3 separate regions of the Mus musculus genome follow, and all the other regions are linked to region 1. A link is a contact called in public HiCAR-type and HiChIP or PLAC-seq data. All regions are on one chromosome and are shown on one strand. The core of a region is the stretch at or near the end of the contact, and the rest is flanking DNA. Distances in the headings are between cores, read along the strand shown. Region 1 overlaps Gm11958 (predicted gene 11958). Region 2 holds the start of Nipsnap1 (nipsnap homolog 1). Region 3 holds the start of Thoc5 (THO complex 5).

Region 1 (2,911 bases), core at 67-2,566:
ACCTTAAGCAAATGTTGCTAATGGTGCTGGAGTTCTTGATCCTTAGTTGGTGAGGAGCTTAAGCCTGGGTGAGGGGCTCCTTCCTCCTCCCACGTCACCATCATTTTCTCTATCTTCCTGTCCTTCTTGGTACCCAAGGGGGTTGGAACATCAAGGTATGGGCAGGGGTGCACGCGGCCTTACAATTTCTAAAGTTCTTTAACGTGGGGACCACATCTCAGTAAGTATTGGACACTCAGCTCATGATGAGATGAAAGCGACCATGCCATGAAGGATCTTCTTTCCGGGATGAGACATAGTCATGAGAACTGTTTTCAGCTTGGCTGCAGGCCTGTGGAGACACATAATGTCCACCTTCACATAATCACAGGGCTTTCCTGGTATACCTCTTCAGTATCGTTCCGGGGATGGCATTCAGGGGGAAGTTGGGATTGGCTCAAAATACTTTTGGCTCAAAGACTCAAAGGATCTCTGAACTGTGGCTGTCTAGCTCGGCCGTGTACCCGGAGCAGTAGTGAGTGACCTCACTCTTCACTCATCTGACAAATATGTACAAGGCCTATTGTGTGCCAAGTGGCAGACCCGGGGCAGGGACTGAGACAATGGCAGACACCTGAGAGCTGCAGCCTGGCCTTCAGGAAGCCTGCTGGTGGCTCCTCCGAAAAGGTCTTGCAGCTGGCTAGGCACGTGCTGCAGGGCTTCAGAGTTGACACGCAAGATCTTCATGATCCCTAAGGAGTCAATGAAGAAATGTGTCAATGAAAAAAGAATCCAGGGTGAAGAGAGGGAGAATGTTTTAAACCCAGATTTAAGCGAACACAGCCTTGCCTTGGCAGATCACACGCACAAGAGCGGGCTCCCTCACACTATCACACAAGCCGGACCCTCAGCAGAGAATTTTTATCTGCAGAAGTGTCAGCTTCTAGCCTCCTGCTTCCAATTACAGTGTTCTAGCCTTACCCCACCCACCCTGTACTCCACAAACAAACAGCTTAGACCCGCCGCCGCTGCTGCTGTTGCTGCGGCTGGAACCTCCTCCACTTAGATATCAAATCCCTCTCCTAAATTGCAGCAGACAAAATAGCTGAAGTCCTAGGTGTTTCCCCTCTGCCCAGGACACCCAGCCAGGGAAAGCAAATTGAGAAGCCTAAATCAAAGGTTTTCAACAGAGCCAGGCCCCAGGGTGGGAGGGAGAGGCCTCTGCTTTCAGCTCTCAGCCTCTGCTGTTACTTCTTGAGCCAAAACAAAGCCGGTCCCAGGGAAGTTAATCTGCCCTGGATAGAACAGGGCCACTCCCTGAGGTACAGAGCCAGCTGTGGGCCCAGAGCAACCAGGCCCAGGAAGCTGGGCCTGATGAGGCTGTGGGCCTAAGAGGGAGTGGCTACCACTAAGGACTGGATCTGCATCTGCATGCTTGCCTGCTGCCTCTTGATTGATTGTAAAGATAAGTGTGTTTTAAAAGATTTATGGGGGCAGGGCGTGGTGATGCACACCTTTAATCCCTGAACTGGGGAGGCAGAGACAGGTGGATCTCTGAGAGTTTCGAGGCTAGCCTGATCTACATAGTTTCCGGACAGACAGGGCTACACAGTAAAACAAGACAAAACAAACAAACAAGCAAAAAAACCAAAACAAAACCAAAATTGGGGCTGGAGGCCCACCTCCCACGGGAATGCACTGGCATACACAAAACCCTAGATTGGAGTTCCAGTGTAACACAAACTAGACATCTGGGCACGGTAGCACTTGCCTCTAGTCCACGGGGTAGAGGACAGAGGCAGAGGATAGGAAGTTCAAGGTCATCCCAAAGCCAAGGGTAGCCTAGGCTATACAAGATCCTGTCAAATATTTACCCTCATACTCTTAGGCACACGTGTACACACACACATACACACACACACACACTTTAACACACATGAACCTTTACACTTATGAAAACACACTCTCGCACATGCACACCCATCCTTCCTAACACAGATGCCTTTCTGGGTTTGTGTTGGATTTGTCAAGAGATGAAACAGTCCCTTGGTATGTCCCATGTGCACCGTACCAAGCTGTACCCTGGTTTTCACACATCCCTGGTAGCTCTTCTCTCCAGGAGCCTTATGAGGCTCTGTGAAACAACAACATGACCTACCCTTTGATGACCACACAGAGCCCAGGACTTTGCACAGGACTAACTTCTGTTTAAAGCTGACAGTCAGGCTGGAGAGATGGCTCAGTGGTTAAGAGCACTGACTCCTCTTCCAGAGGACCTGGGTTCAATTCCCAGCAACTACATGGTGGCTCACAACCATCTGCAATAGAATCCAGCACCCTCTTCTGGTGTGTCTGAAGTCTGAAGACAGCAACAGTGTACTCACATACATAAAATAAATCTTAAAAAAAAAAAAGCTGACAGTCTGTCTCACATAGACTGTACAGGTCAGCCGACACTGGTACAGAACAGGTCTCTAGCCACCCATTGTGGAGAAAACACAGACAACAGCTGAGTCTCAGATTCTCGGTCAGAAAAAGAGGCGAGGGCACCTGCCTCCCAGAGTCTGGGTCAGTCGGTGAAGCTCCACACGCGGGGAGGGAACTTGTTCTGTTTTGCTGCCTTAGGTCACCAGAATTTCCAGGCTCCCAGTTTACAGGGCACTGGCCATGTTGGGATTGGAAGCTAATGATATCTAAGTAGAAAACACTAAGGCAAACCAATTTGTGTTGTAGCCATTCCAGGGGACATGTTACAAGCTATCCAGCCACCCCAGCCCTCTCCCCAGCTAACAGAGACATTTCTAGAGACCTGAGGGGGGGCGGGGAATTGATAGGCTATGAGGAAGGAGAGCCCAAGCAAAACCTGACAGAGCTCCCAGGCTGCTGCCTGGAACATCTGGACCAATGCTGATGGGCACAGAGGAGAAGAACA
Region 2 (2,953 bases), core at 173-2,672, 570 kb before region 1:
CTCACAATGACAGAAATTGTTTGAGGCATAAGCATGGTCTCTTTAATCCAATGAGGGCTGGAGATGTCATTGTTTACTTGGTGGAGAGAGCACTACATTAGCCTAGCATACCTAAACTCCTGAGTTCTCTTCCTAGCAATAGAAAACAAGGCTATCAGACACATCCTATTTTCTCCTCCTACCCAAGGTCATCCCTCCAGAAAAGGCTGAGTTTACAAGGTACACTCTAGGCTTTTTTCCCATTGTCGGCTTCTCTCTCATTACCCAGCACGGAAGTGAAGGGCACGCGTCCCAACTCTTCTATCCGTGCTTTCCTAATGTGCACAGCGATCTAACGGAACTCCATGGCCACATTCTTGGGCTGGGGCAGGAGTAACGCAGGTCCCTTTCCACAGGTGTGAGGGCAGGTGTTCCACTTCTTTAGCTAATGCTTTTTGCACAAACCCTGTCCTAAAACTTGTGAGGGTGTGGGGCTGGGGAAACAGGAGAGCAGGGTCAGAAGTGCTCCGGGTGATAGGTGCAGAGATGGGGGTAGCACCGGGCGTGGCATCGAGGAGGGAGGAGCAGCCCAGAGCCAGTCAGGGGAAGGAAGCCAAGCTCTCCAAAGCCAGAATTGAGCCTCTCTCCTAGGAGGCCACCAGCCGTGGTACAAAGTGCAGAGTGCATCGTAAGACCTGGGTCCTAACATCCAGAGCTGCCTCCACATGGCACGGACGCTGACCTTGAACAGCTCCCACCCCACTCTGTTGACCCACCTGTACAAAGCAGGGTGCGGAATCACTTTGGGAATTCCCACCGTACCCCCAGTCCTCCTCTCCTTCCAAAACTTTCTGCTGGCTCAGAAGACCCCAGCGCGTGCTAAACCACAAAGGCCAGGCAAAAGGCTGCCAATATCCTCTGCCTTCGTCCGGGATCCAGGGCTCAAAACCTGTCCCTCCCACTCACCTCATTTTTTATTCTCAGCCCAGATCCAGGTCCCAAACAGGACAAAGAACCTGCCCAGCTAGGCATGGTAGTGCACACCCTCACTATCTGGGAGGCAGAGGCAAGAAGATTCCGAGGTCGAATCACATGTAGTACGAACCTGTTTAAAAACCAAAACCATCCCCATACCTTTTCACCTTCCCCATTCTTTCTCAGCCTCAGGCCTACATCCTGGTAGCTCTCTGCCTCTAACCCCTCAATTCCAAATCCGAGAGTCTGTTTTTCATTCCAGCCCCCTCCCCTGCTCCTGTTCCGGGCACGCAGTCAGCCCCGTCGGCCTCTCACCGCACAGCACCCGCAGCCGCGAGGTCCCCAGCACGGGGTCTCGGCTTCGTGAATAGCCGCCGTGCCGCTGCAGAGATGATGCACAACCGCGGAGCCATGTTGGACCGGAGCAGGTTGGAGGAAAGCCACGCCTCAGCCCAGTGGCTGGGGGCAGGACTAGAGAAAACCACGCCCTCCCCTCGCCAGCTTCCCTTTCAAACACAAGCAGGTGGGAGTCCCCCAACTCTACAGTTGCACAGTCCATACCCACACCTCCGAGCTCTTGAAACTCTGCAGCTAACTAGTTCTGTTCTCTTCAACGACCTTTTCCCCTCTGTACCTGGGAATTCATCTCGATAATCGCAGGGTTGTATGTCCTGGACATTCTGAGGATAAACTAAAGACAGTCTTTATACCCCTAAAATTGTTCACAAACTATGTGAGTTCCCTTCCTCCTTGGGTGCTGGAGGTGGAGCCCAGGACCTCACACATGGCTTGGCAAATGTTCTGTCTACATCTTGTGTTCTTCTGTGTCAAGGCATCAACAGACAATATTTGTCTATTCAAAAGAACAAAATCTATAACAATTTTTAAAAGAGAGAGAGAGAGAGAGCCTGGGGGGGGTCCAGAAGCCTCAAATATCCTGGAACTGGAGTTTAAAGGAGATTTTGAGGCACTCTAATGGGTACTGGGATCCAAACTCAGGTCTCCTCCAAGAGCTTTTAAAGGCAGAACTGTCTCTTTAACCATTTAAAACAGATGGACAAGACTCTGAGCAAGCAGGATGCTCTTTCTCCAAAGCCCGAGTGTGATGGTGCACTTAAGAGGCTGAGACGAACTGGGCAGTGGTGGCGCATGCCTTTAATACCAGCACTCGGGAGACAGGCGGATTTCTGAGTTCGAGGCCAGCCTGGTCTACAAAGTGGGTTCCAGGACAGCCAGGGCTATACAGAGAAACCCTGTCTCGAAAAACAAAATAAAACAAAACAAAACAACAACAAAAAGAGACTACGGAATTAAAACAACAAACAAAAAACATTTTCTCTTCACTGTCTATTCACCTGGAGGCTCTATATTTGCTTTCTCAGCCCACACAGAGATGGATCCCTTCTGATCCCCTGGGGGACACAGGGACAGAGACACACCAACGGGGGAGTGGGGTGGGGGAGGATGCCAAGCCACCGACTGTAATTCGGTGCAGGGGATTTACAGCCGGTATAACTAACTTCCGGAGTGCTTCAAACTGTGAGTCTGGCAAGTTAGGTCTCATCTAAGATCTTGAGACAGCAAAGGTTGGCTGAACAAGTCCTATCTGTACTTCTTGGCAGCCAAGGCCTGGTGGAGCAGACAAATCACTCCAATCACTGCTGACTGAAACCTCCAAGGCAGAGATGTTAGCCATGCCCCGCCCCCTCCATCAGCTAGGCTACTGGCAAGTGAGCCCCAAGGATCTCCTTGTCTATGCTTCCCCAACATTGGGATTACAAGCAACCTCTCCTGCTGTGGTGCTGGGAATCGAACTAAGGTCTTTGGGCTTATACTAACGTGACCCAGTCCGTGGGTCAGACAACAGGGTGAGAGAGAGAGAGAGAGAGAGAGAGAGGGAGAGAGAGAGAGAGAGAGAGAGAGAGAGAGAGAGAGAGAGAGAGAGAGAGAACTGAGGGGGCAAGAGATGTGAAGAATGGAGTGGAGACAAGACAGCCTG
Region 3 (2,768 bases), core at 221-2,720, 590 kb before region 1:
GAAATAGATTCTCAAGTTGGAGAGATGACTCTGAAGTTAAGAGCATCATCGACTGCTCCTCCAGAGGATCCAGCTGCAATTCCCAACATCCACGTGGCAGCTCACAACTGACTGTAACTACAAGATCTAACACCTCACACGGACACGCACGCAGGCAAAACACCGATGTACATAAAATAAAAATAATTTAAAAAGAAATGGATTCTCTCTCAGAATCTTAGACAAGGAAACCAAGACAGAATTTATTAATAAATGTTTTCATCATACTATGTATACTATGCAGTTATATCAATATCATAAGACAAGTGGAAGCCATTTCCTATTTATGGCATGCAGACCAGACCCAAGTTTTCTTCTACCAAAGTAACTATAGGTTTAAAAAGTGACTGTGAAGTTGGGAATATTACTCAGCTGGTAGAGTGCTGGCCTAGCATACTCAAACGCCTGTGTTTGATCTCCTGGACTGCATAAAACTGTGTGGCGGGACATGCCTGCAATGAGAACAGGTCAGACTGAGAGCTGGCTGACGAGATGTTCCAGATCAGCTTTTGCTATATAATGTGTTCAAAAGTCAGTTTGGGCTACATAATAAAATCTCGTCTCCAAGAAAAAAGGGGGGAGGGGCGGATGGGCTGTGAGACAGGATAGTGGTAAATATCAGGAATCACAGAGCTTGAGTGACTGAGGCAGAGGGATCTTTACCAATGTGAAGCCAACCTGGACTACAGAAGCTGCCAGACAGACAGGACTATAGTGACTGCATTTAAAATCTTCATTAAAACGGAGCAGGTGGCACCTCTTCTTACTGCCCGAGCCCTTTGCAGTATAACTTAAGAAAAAAAATTCTTGTTTTCCTTTTCTTAGAAATTAAGATAAGCAAAATATTTAATGAAGCAAATACACTAAGTCCAGCCAGCTAGCTAGGAAATAGAGCGGACAACATAAAGAAAAGCCAAGCCAAGCTTCTTTGCCCTTGTAACGTCCGCACTTCGCGCTCTCAGCCTTTCTGCTCCAGCAATAAAAGCTCTTTTCTGCGACTCCTTGGAGTCTGGTGCGGCGCGACGATGGTAACGCCTCTCTCAGAGGACCGCAGGAGGCTGCCGGTGACAGGTAAACGAGTGGCGGACTCATCTGACAAAACCCACAAGGGTGGCACGGAAAACCCGGGAAAGCCAACCGCCACCCAGGAGCGTTTGCCACACGCCCAAGAGGACCATCGACGAGGGTCACCACCAGCAGCAGCACTCTCGGGAGACTACAATGGGGACAGAGGATGCTGCTCCGGTTAGTTCCTAGAAAACCGCCACGAGCCTGGGGGACCCCGACAGGTGAGGACCCCAGCCCGCGGACACGCTCCGTGCCGTCTGCACATCAAGCCCGGATCGCCCAGCGAGGACCTGCAGCCCCAGCCAGCAGCCCTCTACCCTCGCTCACCAGAATGCTCCTCACGCCTTCCAGCCGGGTAGCCACTTCCGGCTCGCGACCATAGAGAAGCGGAAGAAGAGAGCCACAGGCCGGAAGTGAGACACGAAGGCCAGATGCAGCTTGGGAAGCAAGGAAGGGGCGAGTCTAGTTCTATTAAGTTGGGAAACTGGGGCGATAATGTCCAAGTCTGTGCTTCGTGCCCCTTCACCGGAGTGTGAATTAGTGGGCCCTCCGCCGACTCACTCGAGTGAGTTTGTGGTATCTCAAGAAAGCACAAGTGTCGCTGTGCTATCATTTGAACAGGAGTGGATTTTGTCTTCTGACTTTGTTCAGGGCCTCACTACATAGCACACTTGCGGGTCTTGAACGCTATATAGATCAGGCTGGTCACTACGATCCGCCTGCATTGGACTCGCTGGACTTAGGCAGGTGTCACCATGCCTGACTCTTCTTTAAATTTTTGTTTTGTTTTTTTTAGATTTATTTATTTATTATATGTAAGTACATTGTAGCTGTCTTCAGACACTCCAGAAGAGGGAGTCAGATCTCTTTACGGATGGTTGTGAGCCACCATGTGGTTGCTGGGATTTGAACTCTGGACCTTCAGAAGAGCAGTCGGGTGCTCTTACCCACTGAGCCATCTCACCAGCCCTTGTTTTTGTTTTTTGAGACAGGGTTTCTCCGTATAGCCCTGGCTGTCCTGGAACTCACTTTGTAGACCAGGCTGGCCTCCAACTCAGAAATCTGCCTGCCTCTGCCTCCCAAGTGATGGGATTAAAGGCGTGTGCCACCACCGCCCCCCCCCCCCACTCTAACTTCTTGATACTATCGGAGTCACTACACCCAGAAAGGAACTGAGGCAGGGGCATAATCCTATATTACACCTGCTTCCTGCTTCACTGTTTTGTTTTGTTTTGATTTTTTATTTTCCCCCAAGACTCTAGTGCAGTACCTGTAAGCTTCAGATGTTTCCTATGCCTGGCATTTCTGGAGTAAATTCTGGTTGTCTGCAAACATGAACATTGAATACCTTGTGGCGCCGAAACAGCTCCTTTTCTTGCTCTGGGACGAAGATGAAGACGGTCTCCCTAAGAGATCAAAGCCAGTGTAACCCTCAGCCAACTGGAAGCTGCCCTGCCTTAGACAACTACTGAGATTCCTTGTAGATGAAGACAACACCACAACGTACAGTAAATATTTAATTTGGTTCCATCAACATTCTCCTGGATGGTAGCACAACCATGCTAAGCAGGGGTTCATGAGGTACCGGGGTCATTGAAGAGACCCCAGAATCACAACCTACTCCACAGACCTAGTGTTTCTGCAAAATGAGGGTTTGGGGG

What was found. HiCAR-type assays count read pairs that join an accessible place to other places. HiChIP or PLAC-seq counts read pairs in DNA pulled down with a chosen protein or histone mark.
Region 2: an H3K27ac HiChIP or PLAC-seq map of embryonic stem cells shows a contact between it and region 1, with 4 times the contacts expected there. The contact joins the promoter of Nipsnap1 here to the enhancer-like site in region 1. A contact is called at or near these places in 1 of 39 promoter capture datasets (embryonic stem cells), 1 of 484 Hi-C or Micro-C datasets (bone marrow-derived macrophages), 2 of 115 datasets of contacts at active chromatin or transcription factors (the NIH/3T3 cell line and embryonic stem cells) and 2 of 9 other capture datasets (embryonic stem cells and macrophages).
Region 3: a contact with region 1 is called in a HiCAR-type map of fibro-adipogenic progenitors, with 4 times the contacts expected there. The contact joins the promoter of Thoc5 here to the enhancer-like site in region 1. A contact is called at or near these places in 3 of 39 promoter capture datasets (cranial neural crest, embryonic stem cells and hippocampal neurons) and 2 of 115 datasets of contacts at active chromatin or transcription factors (fibro-adipogenic progenitors and pancreatic cancer cells).

What each region holds. Positions count from the first base shown.
Region 1 is chr11:4,300,891-4,303,801 of GRCm38.p6, reverse strand. Gm11958 (predicted gene 11958) reads right to left here. Exons shown (of 4, transcript NR_166831.1): 3 at 614-731; 4 at 1-331. Among named protein-coding and RNA genes, the nearest start is that of Gm11958, 17 kb to the right of the region's middle. Within about 2 kb of position 1,316, at least 121 of the 459 cell types and tissues checked have an H3K27ac peak or open chromatin away from gene starts, as enhancers often do. A contact at or near this core is called in the NIH/3T3 cell line, embryonic stem cells, fibro-adipogenic progenitors and 1 more, where this site is marked.
Region 2 is chr11:4,872,420-4,875,372 of GRCm38.p6, reverse strand. It overlaps Nipsnap1 (nipsnap homolog 1), which reads right to left and starts at 1,422. Exons shown (of 10, transcript NM_008698.3): 1 at 1,270-1,422. The coding sequence starts at 1,367.
Region 3 is chr11:4,894,045-4,896,812 of GRCm38.p6, reverse strand. It overlaps Thoc5 (THO complex 5), which reads right to left and starts at 1,470. Exons shown (of 20, transcript NM_172438.3): 1 at 1,435-1,470. Nipsnap1 (nipsnap homolog 1) reads right to left here. Exons shown (of 10, transcript NM_008698.3): 10 at 2,612-2,768.